2 separate regions of the Larimichthys crocea genome follow, and region 1 is linked to region 2. A link is a contact called in public Hi-C data. All regions are on one chromosome and are shown on one strand. The core of a region is the stretch at or near the end of the contact, and the rest is flanking DNA. Distances in the headings are between cores, read along the strand shown.

Region 1 (3,355 bases), core at 103-2,602, 240 kb after region 2:
TTTGTTTGTTTATTTCGCTAATTGCGAGAATGCTAGAAAACAGCAGAAAACAAGCCCCGAAGACAAACTCGTGTGTGTGCTGTGTGTGTGTGTGTGTGTGCGTGTGTGTATTAGAGTGCAGCAGCAGCAGCAGCAGCGGCAGCAGCAACAGCAGCAGCAGGTATCTATTTACGATACAACAAAGCTAATGTTCACATCATGATAATAGTGAAACTTACCCGAATGGAAAAACGCTTTACAGCAGCTAAAACAGGCGCACGCGGAGGGGTACCGATTCAGACCAGTGTGAGATAACGAACACCCGTGCACGCGAGCTTGTGTACCGAGAAACGCATGCGACAACAAACCGTGTGTATACTACTCCGCCTCTGGTGGTCTAACTAACAAACTTAACTACAAGGAGAAAGAGATAATCTTACCGAGGGCGTCGAAAAAAAGGGGCAAAATGTGGAGAGTTTCACACTCGCTCGGGGTCGCTGTCTGCCTCGCGGGGGGAAAGGCGCGAGCTCCCTTTTTCTTAATGTTGTTATTAGGTTTTTTTTTTTTTTGAGAAGAAGGAGGAAAAAAAAAAAAAAAGGAAGAATCGCGGATTTGGATGTGTTGTTGTTTTGATGTTCCGTCCGTCCGTCCGTGACGTCATATCCACCTGCTTTTAACGTAAACAACGTTCATTGCATCGCGGATCCTTCACAGAAACATCACAGTCACAAGTACAATTCAGTAGCACTTAGTAGCACTTAGTAGGTCCTTTCTATGGGGAAATGTAATGATATGCATTAGTTTTAGCTGAAAGTATGACAGGGGAGAGGGGGCTGTCAGAAAAGCTAAAATGTCTGAGCTGACTAATTACAAGTGAGGCAGAATGAACTTATTATTTCAGAAAAATCTCCTTTTTTGGATCTGAGATTTATCATGACTGTTCCACAGCCTTTCACTAAAAAAAAAGAGAGAGAGAGAGAGAGAGAAAGAAAAAAATGAAATGCTTTGGCATAATCATCAAAGATGTTTTAATCTCAACTGTGAGGAGTTTTAACTATTAACAGGGGTGGTATTATGGTTTTTCAAAAATGACAGTGTGGATAACCGGAGTGCAGGCTCCTTCAGTTTGCTGTGGTTCTGACATTCTTCATAATATTTCAAGGGGGGAAGGGGGCTGCATCTACATTTAAAGTTATTAAAGAATCTCTGCTCCCTTTTTTGTGGTTTGAAAAAGTTTTCCCTCAACATCTCCGTCAGAAGAAGTGCAAAAAGAAAGAAAGAAAAAAGCATTATGACAGTAATTAAAATCTGTCACTTGCCCCCCTGAAGATGAGAATTATCACGGGCCAGTTCAACAGTCCAGTTAACACTCATTGTAAAGCAACATTAATTTAACCTCAAGAGAAAATATTTTAAGTCGTTTTTTTGTCCTTGATCAAGGTCTGAGAGGCACGGCTCATTTTGCTGTGAACGACATTACATTTATCATGGCTGCATCTGGGAGGAATGCTGCTGATGGACCCTGCGAGCAAAGTCTTTTTCTTAGTAGAGAGCGCCACCCTCTGACCATGCCCAGTAACAAGAAAAATGATTACTTTCAACAGAATAACCACTTCATCTGTAGTATGTACATTTATAAGGATTGTGCTCAATATTCTCAACCCTCTGTTGTGTCTTTGGACTATTTATTACCTATATTTCCTCTGTAATGTCATTAAACCTTCAGCGTATGTGCACTTTGCCTCAGTGACTGGCACCAAATCGCAATTACAGCAAAATGTTTGCATTACACACAGAGGTGAAAGGTCAGGCTCCAAATCTGCTTCTGAATGTGTGATTGATCACGTACACAGAAATATAATCAGGCACGTATTCATTTTCAGTGTCAACGCCACACCGACATAAGCTTAAGAAACTTCTTCATGCTTTTGTCTGTGTGTTAATTCATACTAACACACAGTTACACAAAATGAGGAAACAGGAAAGCACGTTACCTTCTACTTCCTGTTACCTACATACAGAGAAGAAAAACACAAACAAACAAAAAAGAAGAAAAAAAACACTGCCTAGCTTCAGTCCTTAAAAGCACCATAAACATTTCAGAGGGGTAGATTTAAACAATCATTTTGACATAGGAGAATTGTTAAAAACAGGACATTACTAGACCTGCTGTAACATGGCCTCAGGTCTCTAAATGCCTTTAAGCTTAAATTTGTATTATGTACACCATTTATCATAGTAATGTTCACATATTACTTATGCTATATGCAGAAAATAGTGATATAGCAATAAGTTGGCGAGCTATAAACAAGCCATATTCTCACTTTAAAGACGCAGTGTATATGTTGAAGGTACACAATCTGCAACCAGGATGTTGTCTTTAATGACCTCAGGTCCCACGAAACCACATATACACAAAGATGTTCTCTGAGTCATTTGGCTGGTTTAAATATATGAACGAGGGCATGCAACACACACACACACGCACACACACACACACATGGATACATGCAAAACAGAACTGAAAGAACTTCATAATTAAAATGTATGATAAAAAATCATGCAAACACAAAAGCAACAAAACATTCTTGACATGAAAGATTTGACCTTGACAACAATCTTATCTGGCTTTTGAATGTCTGTGATTGATTTGTATATCGAGCCAATCCGACACTCTTTGATAGGATTACTGCAGTTTCTTTTTTTTTAAGTTGTAAACATGATTGTCTGGTGTAATTAATGAGAACATATCCAATGTATGTACAGTGTTAGGAAGACACAATCTAACACACGATCTAAGCTTTCTAATTCTACAGAGGGTCTTGATCTGCATGTCAATACCGGATCTGCGAGCTCAGCGGAGCCCAGCGGCCACATGCCTGGCCCTGAATTTATTATCATGTTTAGTTGGTGTCACGCTGGTGATGTGTTCTGTGGATTAAAGCCCTGACTTGATGGACTGTAGTTAACAAATTAATTGAGGATCACTATCGCTTACGTAACAGCCTCTCCACACATACACGTGCACACAACAAAGTAATTAGCTTTCTGTTAATTAGGTAATTAACCAAATGAATAGGGGCTCCTCTTGATTCCCAAAGGGGGACGGATGGCTTTCATACGGTGTTTTTTCCCTTGCTGCTGGGGGCTGTAGCATTCAACATGTAATGAAAGGGCGAGGACTTCTGGAGAAGCTGTTAAGATAATGAGCAGGAGAGAACTCTCAAATGAGTGAAAGACAGAGTAAGTAGAGAACACAATACCTCACACACATCTAACGATTATTGCCATTAACTGTCAGTCACTAGCTTGATTAATGGATTAGTTGTTTGGTCCAGAAAATGGTGAAAAATATTGATCACAAAACCCGAGGTTA
Region 2 (3,547 bases), core at 826-3,325:
TACAGACTTGTTGAATGCATCTCCATCCTTATGAAACATTTAAATATAGAAAGTGCAATATACAAACCCGATTCCAAACACATGTTTAGCCCGGAGGACAAGACAGTAATGATTTCCAAAAAAACAATTCTAAATGTTGTCAGACCACCCAAGACAGTTTCCGTCAGTCTGTCACAAATGAATGTTGGTCCAGAGTTGATGGATGTTGTTCATTCATAGCTCCATCACATTGCATGGTAGACTGTTGACTTGCATTTTTTGATGCAGCGACAAACTGCGTTAACTGACAACAGTGTTCCCCAGCCCGTGTAGCAATATGCTTCATACAATCATATCAGTTTTTTACGCAGGCCTGCCCAATTGCTTGAAGGTCACGGACGCTCAGTCTTTTAATGATATTCTGGCTTTTAGATGGCGAAATCCCTTTTTCTGTTTGTTTTATTTAATCATTTTAATAAGAGGACACCGTGTGAATGTGAATTTGAATGGTTGTTTGTCTCTATGTGGCCTGTAATGGGCTGTCTCTCGCCCAAAGTCAGCTGGGATAGGGTCCAGTTCTACTGTGACCCTGATGAGGATAAGCAGTTACAGATAATGGATGGACGGACTCGTCCGCCACCTCGCACTGAATGCCAGCTGGGATCAGCTCCAGACCCCACAACCCTGATAAGGACAAGCCGATTTTACTAAGACATATAGCGCATTAAGTTTAACATTCAGAATTATAGTTAAAACATAGAAATATAGTAATAGTATGACCCAAATGCATCCCAGTTTATTAGAAGAAAAACTAGCCATACTTATTTTAAGGTTTATTTAGACTATTTAAAGGTCCATCCGTCAGGGGACAAAGAGTTGAAGAACAAGAATTAGCTCTCACTATGTATTTCATCTTCACTAGCTTTAAAAAGGACTTGATATCACTGAGCCACTGAAATTTGCATAACACAAACAAGAAATGGAAGATGAGCTCTCACCCATCACCTCCTTTCCCATGCAGGGAGAGGAGGTGATGGTCTAATCATCATGCTGAACAAAATGATGTCTACGTCTTCTATATCAAGGTATGGGGAGCATGAAGAAAGTATTAGACAACAGTTATTAAAATAAATCATGACCATGAATCATTATAAATGTATTTAATACACATTACGTGGACACAGCTGGTGCACCAGTGCTTGGTTTTTAGCACAGCCTTCAATGGAATGTTACATGAAAATACAGAGAGCAGCCAGACATAACTACAGCTCTCTTTGACCCAGTATGATTAGTAAGGAGAACAAGGCCACCAAAAGTTTAATAAACGATCTATTGCCTATCATACCCAGCCTGTCCCCGTCTGCCCTAACAGATGTGAACATTCTCAAAGTCTCCTGACTAAAGCTACACTACTGGAGACTCTTTATAACAATCAGTCAAACGTGTACCATGAAAGATGTTTCTCACAGAAACAAACATATAGAAAATGATCACATACTGTCATGTGAATCAGCTTGACGGAAAATTTTGATCATTGCTTTGCTTTGTTGTGAAGCTGAAACAAACTGTGCACTGCCTGTCCAGGATACAAATAAGCAAGTGTTTGCTAACATGTGTGACAAAATGTGTAAAAAAGTGTAGTGTTTACAGCTTGCCCTGCAGTCACCAATAGATGAATGAATACATAATTCATCTTCAGGCATGCATGTTACAAATTGAACAGTTAGCTGCTCTTGAGAGACAAAATTGTGTGAAGGAAAATATTCAGAAGTTTTCATCGCATTCACTCTCAGTGGACTTTTTTCACAGTAGACACATGCAGAAAATCACAGAAGCAGAAGCACATAGCTGGCACAGCTGGATGGAATGCAGCCATTAATAATTTTATGTCTAAAAAGTTGTATGTCAGTTTTGGTTCTTTTTTTGTTCATTTCAATGAATTTCTCTCCAACTAAGAGTTCTGAAGATCAGTCATCATGGAGTCACCACGTGCCACCTGCTGTTGGATATTTTTTGCCTGGTGTGTGTGTGTGTGTGTGTGTGTGTGTGTGTGTGTGTGTGTGTGTGTGTGTGTGTGTGTGTGTGTGTGTGTGTGTGTGAGCGACCAGTCAATCCTCCTCCTCCTCAACAACTGGGCATAGTTGCAGTGACATAACAGCAACTCCACCAGCTCATATCCAAGTGGTATCACCACTGTGGCTGACCGCCAGTAAATCTGGAAGCATGCTGGCCGAAAAAGGTAAGACTGTTGCTTCTGTCCGGTCACACTAAATATCTTAACTTCACGAACCAAACTCGGCAGCGCGTTTCTGAGCCTCATGTCCGCCCTATGTCGCCGCAGGCAGCCGGTGTTACGGTTCAAAGAGCGACCCTGTTTTTTGGCGCAGAGTTGAATTAACAATAGATTTATTTATTTTTTAAACGATTGTTTTTTGGAGTCTTGTTTGAGTGAACCTATCATAGTCGTGTTTTAAACGTTGCTTATGTTGTAAAGTGAACGAAACCACAATATAAAACAAAAAAATACCGTAAAAAAAAATACCGTATACATTTACAGCCTGCCATCACTGGAAAACAGGACAGACAACCAGGTCAGCCTGTCACCTTTCATGAGCCGTCTGTTGTGCTTACAGGGTCTCAAAATATAAAGATTAATGGTATAACGGTATGTTTGACTGCGTACAGAAACTTAATTGAGTTAATTGGCTCATATGTGAATGCACATGGGTTTGAATAAGATGCCAAACTGTTGCTGTCTGGTGTTATTTTTAACCTTGTTTAGAACACTTCAGTAGCATACAGTCTCTGGTCGGATTATTAATTCTTGTTTGTTCAAACCAATGGAAACAGATTCAAGTGTGCTCTAATACAAAAATAACAGTACATGTACATAGTAAATTAAATATACTTAAAGTAAGGGTTCATTACACAAATTATTAGAGACTTCTACAGGAAGAGAAAACTTTGTTTTTTTTCTTGACATTGTAATAAAAAAACAAACAAACAAAGAGGCATTCACGAGGACAGCTTTTCCTGTTTTCAACAGGCTGAAGGTCACCAGTTAACAGGGTCGCTTGTTAAACTGAAACACCGGGTTGCCTGTGGCGTGGTTTGTGGTCTTTCAATGAAGGAATAAAAGAGTTCAATAATATAATATAAGTATGTATACATTATTCAGTAACGTCAACATGAGTTCACTATTAAGAAGCATAAAAGTCAATTCTGTAATAATATATATCATCAGTAAATATTTTGACGTTTTAATGGTAAGTCATATTAGGGCCAAAGACATCACTCACTTAATCTATCAGTCAATGGACAATCAATTATATTAATCAGTAACATCTTTGATATTGACTCATATTGTTTTTGTTGAGCAAAAATGCAAAGAAATGACTTTGGCGAAGCTTGTAAATTGTTTAGTTTCCTGCTTTCCTTTGTCTCTTGTGACAATCGTAATCAGAAACAGATTTATTGCCAAGCAGGATTTCACATTCAAGGCATTTGCATTGCTTTGGTACATGGTGCTACATCACATTGCATGGAAAGGAAAGAGTAGTGGAGTAGT

Evidence for each region. A called contact is a pair of places that touch in the nucleus more often than the background predicts.
Region 1: a Hi-C map of muscle shows a contact between it and region 2, with 6 times the contacts expected there. The contact joins the promoter of foxp1b here to the promoter of zgc:113054 in region 2. A contact is called at or near these places in 5 of 7 Hi-C or Micro-C datasets (all in muscle).

What each region holds. Positions count from the first base shown.
Region 1 is chrI:15,451,184-15,454,538 of L_crocea_2.0, forward strand. It overlaps foxp1b (forkhead box P1b), which reads right to left and starts at 1,353. Exons shown (of 20, transcript XM_019267268.2): 1 at 219-1,353.
Region 2 is chrI:15,208,025-15,211,571 of L_crocea_2.0, forward strand. It overlaps zgc:113054 (general stress protein 39), which reads left to right and starts at 2,076. Exons shown (of 11, transcript XM_010734955.3): 1 at 2,076-2,218. The coding sequence starts at 2,203.